Linked DNA regions of Sus scrofa: region 1 is linked to region 2. A link is a contact called in public HiChIP or PLAC-seq data. All regions are on one chromosome and are shown on one strand. The core of a region is the stretch at or near the end of the contact, and the rest is flanking DNA. Distances in the headings are between cores, read along the strand shown.

Region 1 (4,678 bases), core at 1,802-4,301, 130 kb before region 2:
CAAATATTTTCATCTTAAATTCTCAGGGCTCTGACACAATAACTTATCAGTCAAATAATTTCTGAATAAATGAACAGATCATATCTTTTTCCAAAATTACTTGAAGATATATCATGACAGTCCTTGACAGAATACCTACCAGGTAGTAGGCAAGTGCTCAAATATTTGAAAAAAAAAATCATCAAATGCTGGTACCCAGCAGGTTCCCTTGGAGGTACACACCACTGCACACGTGAGGGTCGGGCCCTTTCATCGCATTCTTTTCACATGCTTTTTGTGTCATATAGAAGAAGAACGAGTTCTGAGTGCCCAGGTCATACATATTTTCCACCTTTTTCATTTTCAAATCTTCAAAATGAGGGTGATACTTCAATTATTACCTCCTGATAGCATCAGCTGAAATGCAATGACATGATATAGGGGAAGATCTTGGGACATGCTTCCCAAAATGGAAGCACCAGTTGTTTTCACAAAAGAGTAAACATGTTAGCATTTCAAGCTGATCAGTAATTTGAATAGTTTACTTGTCAGGAGAGCACCACACATGAAAGTCTTTATTTAACCTTCTCCTCTCTTGAAAGGACAGAAGAAGGAATGTCAGTTCGCCTAGACAGAAGAAGCAGAGGTACGGAAAATGTTTGAGAAGGAATTTGGTGCAACATTAACTTTCTGTGCAAGGAATAAGCATACTTTATCCAAGGTCTCCAGTGAAAACCCTGTGTGTGTATCCCCCTGCCTTCTTCTGTATTGGTCAACAGGAGGACAAGGTCACCAAGTTCTCATTGCAGGAGACCAATCTTTTCCACCAAGGAAATAAGTAGTTGATATAAAGTTATGTATAAATAGCCACAAAGGTTAAAGGGTGAAGACGCTTGCCCAATAAACACTGAGTTTCTCAATAACATGCCTGTTCCCATTTTTCAAGGCTTATTTTGATAAATTTTATTTTTGCTTTTTTTAGGGCTGCACCTGCAGCATATGGAAGTTCCCAGGCCAGGGGCAGAATCAGAGCTGCAGCTGCTGGCCTACACCACAGCCATAGCCAATGCCAGATCCGAGCTGAGTCTGCAATCTATACCACAGCTCGGGGTAATGCCAGATCTTTAGCCCAATGAGTGAGGCTAGGGATCAAACCTGCATCCTCATGGATACTCCTCAGGTTCGTAACCCACTGAGCCACAACAGGAACTCCTTATTTAAAAAAATTTTAAAGTTATATTTTCAGCAAGTGAAGTAAAGGGATCAAACATAATGGTGTTATTTTGTTTGATTTTAGGGAAGTGGCTGAGTCAGCAACTTTCTATGCTTTAAATACCGTATTATAGGCCAAACGTTTAGACTTCTAAGTAAACCATCTTCTCAACAAGGATGAACTTGAAAGACCTAAGTCTAACTTTGAATAGTAACCTAGATGCATTATTTATGGTATTAATGTACCATATGGTACAGGCAAAATCATTCTTTTATACTGCTTTAGTCAAATGCAAAGGCCAACAGTATATTTAAATAAAGTCCTGGAGTTCCCATCGTGGTGCAGTGGTTAACGAATCCGACTAGGAACCATGAGGTTGCAGGTTCGGTCCCTGCCCTTGCTCAGTGGGTTAACGATACGGCATTGCCATGAGCTGTGGTGTAGGTTGCAGACGTGGCTCGGATCCCGCGTTGCTGTGGCTCTGGCGTAGGCCGGTAGCTACAGCTCCGATTGGACCCCTAGCATGGGAACCTCCATATGCCGCAGGAGCGGCCCAAAGAAATAGCAAAAAGACAATAAAAAAAAAAAAAAAAAAAGTCCTGTTTCTCTTTCTTTAATCATAACCAAAAATAAGAGGAGGTCACAAATGCGATCCCAGCAGGTCATGAATAGTGGATAAAGCGTGCCAAGTCACCACCATTAAATTAATTATATATATTACCTGAAAACTACATTAAATTTACTTACATATACAAATGTATGTATACATATATATATACATATATATATATAAATTTCCATATTTCTTCCTCCAAAGTTTAATGTCTAGACTTTTCTTGTCTGCACAGTTTGCAACTGTAACTGATTCAATACTTTTTTGATAAAAAATATTCACTAAAATGTAGATGCCTTTACCTTCACCATTTTACATCTAGGTTCATGTTAGAAATAGCTGTAAAAAGCCTAAAGCTTCTAGAAATGATTTGCACAGCATGTCAAGGATGAAAAGTCTAATACAATGGAATAAAGCCTTACTTCTATGACTGAAGTAGTAGAGGCAAGAAAACATGTTTTAAGAAAACATTATATTCAGAGGGACAACTGCAATAAATCCTAAGATATTACCTCACTGACTTTCTCCAATAAAGATACATGAAATCAGTTGTTTCCAAGATAATTTTTTGTAGAATACCAAATGTGATTCTTAACACCACCTAAAGATATTGCAGGATCCAGCCAATCTACAGGTCTCATCCTCTTGCATCACTCTCTATGCTCCAACAAAAAGGACTGACTCTTTCAGTTCTTAGCCATGCCTTGCCTCCTGTGCCTGGAATTCTCTCTCCCTCCACCTGTCCTTTTTGCCTTGTGAATGCATTCCCATCCTTCAGATCTCAAAATGTCACCTCCTAGGGCAAAACTTTCTGATCAATCTTCCCAGACTTGGACAGATCTTACACAGAGCAGACACAGTTTGTAATTTTACACTTATTGGCATGACATTAACACTGCTTCCCCCATGAAATCTATTAAGATTGAAAGGCACCTGTTTTCCTCAGCATCTGCCATATATCTAACACATAGTAGGAATACTGTCATTATTTGTGGAATCAACTTTTATTTAAAATGTATACATCCTTTGAGCTTCCAATCTGGAATAACCTTTCTCACAAAATTACATAGCAAACATGATTTCATTTACAACCTGAAGAGCACAGGAGAAAGAGCACAGGCTTTAGAATATTGCCTAGAAGAGCCACATGAACCTGAGAAAATTAGGCTGGTTAGCTTCCTCCTGTTTACTTGTTAGGTGAGATAACATCTAGTTCCTCATCTTGTCCAGAGGATCACATGGAAGATGACATGCAAAAGAAAGCAGCTTGCAGGATGAGAGGAGATGAGCAATGAAGATGATTTCTAAACTCCCTTTCATCCTCCACATTCAAGAATGAGAAGATGTAGAATAATTCTGTAACGGACATCCACAAGGCCTCCTCACTCTCCATCCTCCTCCTTCCCCTCCTGCAGCACGAGGAAGCTCTTGAATTTGCAGGAGGAGAATCCCTCCTCTCATCCAGAGAGATCAGCCAACCAGAATTGCTGATCCCTCTCCTAAAGTAGAGAAGTCACCTGGCCTACGCTTGGGCATCAGTGGTTGGTTCAGAGGGATTCATTCAGAGTAAACCTTAGAACTTTAATGGTTTTGGGAAGTGACACTCACTCCTCCTTTTTGTGAATGAGGAAACACGTAGCCGTAGTTTCTGCTGGTAGTCTAATACTCATGGTGAACAGAGAAAGGTAGAGCTTAGAAAATTTCAGAGACAGAGGCAGAGCCCTAATGAAAATAAATCTACATCTGGTCATCAAGGAACTTTTCATAGCAGGAACAAAGAACTTTGTTTTTACAGCTTAAGTCCGCATAAAAGATGTTTCTTACAACCAAAATCATCCTAATTTGAACATGGACCTATTAAACTGCTTGAGTTATTTTAATGTAATAACTAATAGACATATATCCTTGATTTAATTTCATGATTTTTGCCTAATTATTTGAAAGTAGAGAATACACTAGTGATTTATTTAGGGTTTTAAATAACAGTCATAACTTTTATAGAACTGATGACCTGAAAGCATCATTAGACATTAGATGACCTGAAAATACATTAGATATTATACAATAAAATTTGCATGCTATTTATTGTTTTTTCTGTTTGTCAAAGACAATTTCCTTTAGGGTATAACATTTTTTTCCTTGTCTTTAAATGATTTTTTTTTTTTGGTTCTAAATGGGCATCTGATTTCTTATTTTATTTTGATACTATATGTATGTAAAATTGGATGTAGAAATCTGCAATTCCACCCACTGTTTTTCTTGCTTCTTTCTGGACTATAGTCTTTTGGGAGGTCAGCAATGAAATAGGAAAGTAGTAACACTTTCAGACTGTAGAATAATATTTCTAAGTGCTTACTGAAATCAATTAGCCTTTCACTCTTCATTAAGCTTTTGAAAAATGATTTATTCTCACAAGATTAATGTGGAAAGTACAATTATTTGAAAACAAGGGTAATGTATTTAAATCTGACATATTTTGACCACAAAGTTAATTGATTACTAGATATTCAATTAGGAAATGCAATTCATTCTTAAGCCAGTGAATACGTAACTAAAAGACAGCCTCTGAGAAACAAATATTTAATACAAAAAGAGCCATGTGGATGGTTTTACCAAGGAAAGGTGGCAGTTTAACAAAACAGGATTAGAATACCTGTTCTGAATGTACATCTAAACTCAGCACCAGTATGTGGACTTTTCCTGTGGAAGCAGAATCAAGGCAGACTCTGCTGACCGTAGATCTAGTGCAATAAGAATTACACATTTAATGGCAGCTATTTGCTTAGCTGCTGTTGTTATTCCTGTTTTAATATTCAACTTTCTGACAGATGAGGAAGATTCATCTTTTTGGTGGTGGGGGGGGCTCTAACTTT
Region 2 (4,400 bases), core at 957-3,456:
TCTATGTGTTTCCATATGCTTTTGTTTCTGAGCCTTCTTTTCATGCACCATACACACAAATCAGTAGGTGATGGAACCTGCAGCTATATTTGGGATTTTATGCTTCACTGTTCACTTTCAGAGGAAGAGAATATTTTTTTTCTAGTCTTCCTAACAAAGGACCTGAAATTCACCCAGAACCAATAAATGTCCTTTATATTTACCTTTACTTTTGGCAAGAAAGATTTAAATATTTCTAGCTCATTATTTCAGAACTCAATATTATTTCACTGCTAACCCTGATCTAATCTATGTTCTTATGTTGTCTTATGCCCCTATAATTGATTCAGTGACTCAGCAAGAGGCTTAATTTCTTAACAACTTGGGCCATGTGTTAGTTTTGTTATATCTCAGCCATTTTTCCCAGTAGTTTTGTACCACACCTCTGCCTGTCCACCTTCTATTTACTAACACAATTTCTAACACAATTCAAGTCAGTTTTACTCTTTGAAATACCTAATTTTAGGCCCTGCACAGATAGTTTGCCTGGGTTTGCACTGGTTTTTGGTTGTTAACATCCTTGGATTCTGAAAACATCATCTAAACTCTCCATCACCTCCAGCCAGGCCTATTCTCCCTGAGTCTGCTTTATAAGTACAGATTTCATTTCAAGTTCCAACTTCTTCACATCTAGTCCATTTCATGACAGTTAGAGAAGGTGTGCACTAATGTATGACAAATGGTAATTTAGGAGAGAAAACTGTTAATTCAGGGGGAGTTCAGGGAAAGCATTTTGAAGCAGAGTCAAGTAAGATCAGTTCTGATGATAGATAATTTATAGAGCATGTGGATGATGGAATGATGAAGTGGAAAATAAAGTAGCTATATACGACATTCCAAGTAGAAACAGTGTATGCAAGAACACAAAGGCAAGGAATGAGAGGGCCTTGACAAAGACAGAGAAATAATTCAGATTGTTTGGATCATCAGTGGGGCGGGTGGTGCTGGGCTATGGAAATAGTGGTTAATGTAGCAGAGCATAAGCACTGTTGGGAAACGTGACACAAACTGGGTGACTCATGCACAAGGTGACCATTCAACAAGGGGTGTGGCTTCTCACTTATAAACAGGGCTGAATGTCACTGAATGTTAAGGTCATCCTTCAGTTAAAATCTTACTGAAATTATATTGACCTCTGATGACCTTCAGAGAGCACCAGCCAGATGGATTGATGGTAAGAGAAATCTGAAAGGGCAACAGAGCAAATCTGTGCATGAATCCCTACCATGTCATTTATCTATGGCTTCAGCTCCATCCAGTGATTTGTTTGTTCTCACTATGGTCAAAACCCTAGGTACAACCCTATTGGAACTATAAATCCAGTCATAATAAATGACAAAGGGCATTCAAGCAGAAGCAAGAAGCAAAATATTTTACAAGTGTAAAGATCAACGGCATTAGCCCTTGCCCTTCCAACAAGCTTCCCCAATATTTTCATGACGCAGCCCTGCCTGCCTTCCCTCTAGTTGAGTAGGCTTCTACTATTTGCTAGTTTCCCTAATGGTGATTACTTGAGTCTCTGGTCCCCAAACTGATTCATCCTGTTCATTGAGAGCTGTCATTTTTAGACTACTACTAATACATATAAAAGAAGCTGAGTTTTTATCAGGTAATAATAAATAATTGAGAAATTGTCTTAGGCAGAGTTTCCTTACCTGGGGATTAGTTAAGTACAATATGAGAAAGGCCCAAAGAAATAACAACTATATTACAAAGAATATAAAAATACTTGGAGCCCGGAAATCATAAGTTTACCAACTAATTCGGTGACTTGGCTGCTTTTTCTCACCTGAATGGTAATGGTCTTCTTTAAAAAAAGCTTTTAATTTACATCACAAGGGGAAAGAGCTGAGTACACATTAGAGAAAGCTGATAGCAATCATCTCAAGTTTCAGTTTCTATTTTCTGTAAATTAACTGTCGTTTTTGTAAACAACCTTTTAATGTCTTCATAAAAGTGTTTCTAATCCTACTGGTTTAGCTACTGTATCAAATAAATAGCCAATTCCATTGGGGAAGGATTAAAGCTCATAAGTGAGAATCAATATTTCATTTGGATAATGGCTACAAAAATCCCAACTGTCAAAATAAAAGCGAGATTAAAGCCATGATAATAACTCAGAAGACAGAGTGAGGCAGAAGTGTGAACTAAGGGAAATGACTCAACACATTCAGGAACATAAAACTGTGGCCTCAATTCCTTCTGACAGCTGTTGTGCTATCTGCCCGCTACCCACGTAAAGTGTATAAACAAAGCACATGAAGGGGACCAGGATGACGTGTGGTCAAATGCTTTCTGGGCAATGGATCTGTCTCAGTATTATCTTATTAGTCAGACTGCACTATGGGAATTTTTATTATTCCTGTAAAGCAGTGTGGTCTAAATGAATGGAGCACTGAACTCTCAGCCAGAGACTTGAGTTCTGTCTAGTTCAGGATATGTCACCAACTTGTTATGTGATTTTCAACAAATGGCTTCATTTCTCTCAACCACTTTTTTGGTAAAAATCCCCTGCTTTCCTTCAGGGGGCTGTGAGATGCTTGGTGAGATGGAGGCAACATGGTCTAAATGATACATGTGTCTAAAAGCAGCTGCTAAATTACTTAAACTGGGTAGAACAACACATTCTAGAGGAAGGTGGGCTGCATGAGAACATGTGGAAAGTGGGTACGCCATGGAAATTCCACATGGCCTATCAATTCTTCATTGATCCACACACCCTGAGCACCTGCATGTGGCAGGAACAATGCAAGATGCTAAGAATATCTAGGTGAAAAACGTCATTTCTGCTCCTATTGATTCTGCAGGCTTAAGGAACAGAACTGGTTTTATTTTCCTCCAGTCCCTTTGACATAGGCGAACTGAGACAAAAAAAAAAAAAAAAAAAAAAAAAAAAAAAAAAAAAAAGAAAGAAAGAAAAGAAAAAAGTCTGCATGTTTGGAAGAAAAGGACCTAACTAATTTCTAGAAAAAAAGAATTATGTTTAGAGTAGGATGGGGTACCCCAGAGAAGGAACAGAGAGACAGTGTGTGAAAAAGTTTAGAAAACGATGAGGTGTAACAGAAAGTACTGTGAGGTTATATGTAGGAGTTTCTGGGCTACTATGCTTCTGTTGTGAAGAGGACTTCCTTCATCCAGACTGTGTCATAGTTCTTTGCAAGAGGTTTTTGGTTGGTTTGTTGGGGGGAAGTATCCCCTTCCTTTACTCATCCACCTCCCTCCACCCCGAGTGATGTTTATTAAGATAATATTTTAAAAGGATATATATTCTGCACATCTCTCCTAGAGGATGAGAAAGCATTAAAGAAAAAACAATGCAAGATTTGGTGCTGTTACCTGAGGGCCTAGAGCAAGGAGGTGCAGTCACAAGGCAAAAATATCCCAAGGTAGTGGCTGATATGATTAGATGTAGTGGCTTTTAACTATATGCAAATGAGAAGATAGCTGTGAACGCCTACAGCAAAGGCAATAGTATTATGCAAATATAAACCTGGACTATAAAAATGTATGATGAATTGAGGTGTTATGAAGGGATTCTAGTATTAGACCTAGTATTAGACCAGAAACCAAGAAACATGAGCTTCTGATTTCTCATTAGAATGAAGGAGTTGCATTTACAATCCCCCGGGGTCCCTTTTAGGCTCTGTAGGTTCTGAGTAACTAGTCATAAAAAAGTAAGAGGGACACAAACAGTCCAGTTTCAAACCAAAAAATAAAATGGGAAATTAAATAAATTACTTCTGCCCTAACGATTGTTATTTTTTTTAAAGCCACATGATACTGTGTTGTACAATGAGTAGAGGCTCCAGAAATGAGACCAAAAACAAAGAAAATAGATTTCTGTTGATAGAGGTAGTGTGAAAACAGACAGACAACATGGCTGCAAATGAAACAAGATTCATAAAGAAAAAAGGGCCGATACCATGGCTTTTGTTTAGGAAAGAGGTTTTATCTACATCCAGCAGTAGAAAGGTAGAAATAGGAAGATAATATAGGGATAAATCAAAACGGAAAAGGCTCAAAGAAATGAGGTTAACAGGCCCAATGCAATGGACCCTAAGGCCTGGAAGAACAGTGGCAGGGAAATAATGATAGGACTTGAGACCAGCAGAAGCAGCAGAAAGCAAGAAATTGAAGGCAGTGGAAGGGAAAGAAAATTACTATTATTATCATTATTCAGTATTTTCCATGCAACCAAGATATTTTACATTCACCTCTTGAGAATGTGGTGTTTTCTTTTGAGAGGAGGCAATGAGATTTTCTAATGGCATATTCTTAAGGTAAATATGAAGTGTTATTTGAAGATAATTTCCCTTGCATCTAGAAGTTATTCAAAGGAGATTTTAGTTGCATCTCAGGGA

The links. HiChIP or PLAC-seq counts read pairs in DNA pulled down with a chosen protein or histone mark.
Region 1: an H3K27ac HiChIP or PLAC-seq map of alveolar macrophages shows a contact between it and region 2. The contact joins two enhancer-like sites. A contact is called at or near these places in 2 of 2 datasets of contacts at active chromatin or transcription factors (alveolar macrophages and skeletal muscle).

Annotation. Positions count from the first base shown.
Region 1 is chr16:30,384,279-30,388,956 of Sscrofa11.1, reverse strand. The region is part of intron 3 of PARP8 (poly [ADP-ribose] polymerase 8); the gene reads right to left. Among named protein-coding and RNA genes, the nearest start is that of PARP8, 82 kb to the right of the region's middle. Within about 2 kb of position 3,051, at least 1 of the 83 cell types and tissues checked has an H3K27ac peak or open chromatin away from gene starts, as enhancers often do. A contact at or near this core is called in alveolar macrophages, where this site is marked.
Region 2 is chr16:30,249,702-30,254,101 of Sscrofa11.1, reverse strand. All of the region lies in intron 1 of LOC106506480 (a long non-coding RNA gene), which reads left to right. Among named protein-coding and RNA genes, the nearest start is that of PARP8, 53 kb to the left of the region's middle. Within about 2 kb of position 2,206, at least 17 of the 83 cell types and tissues checked have an H3K27ac peak or open chromatin away from gene starts, as enhancers often do. A contact at or near this core is called in alveolar macrophages, where this site is marked.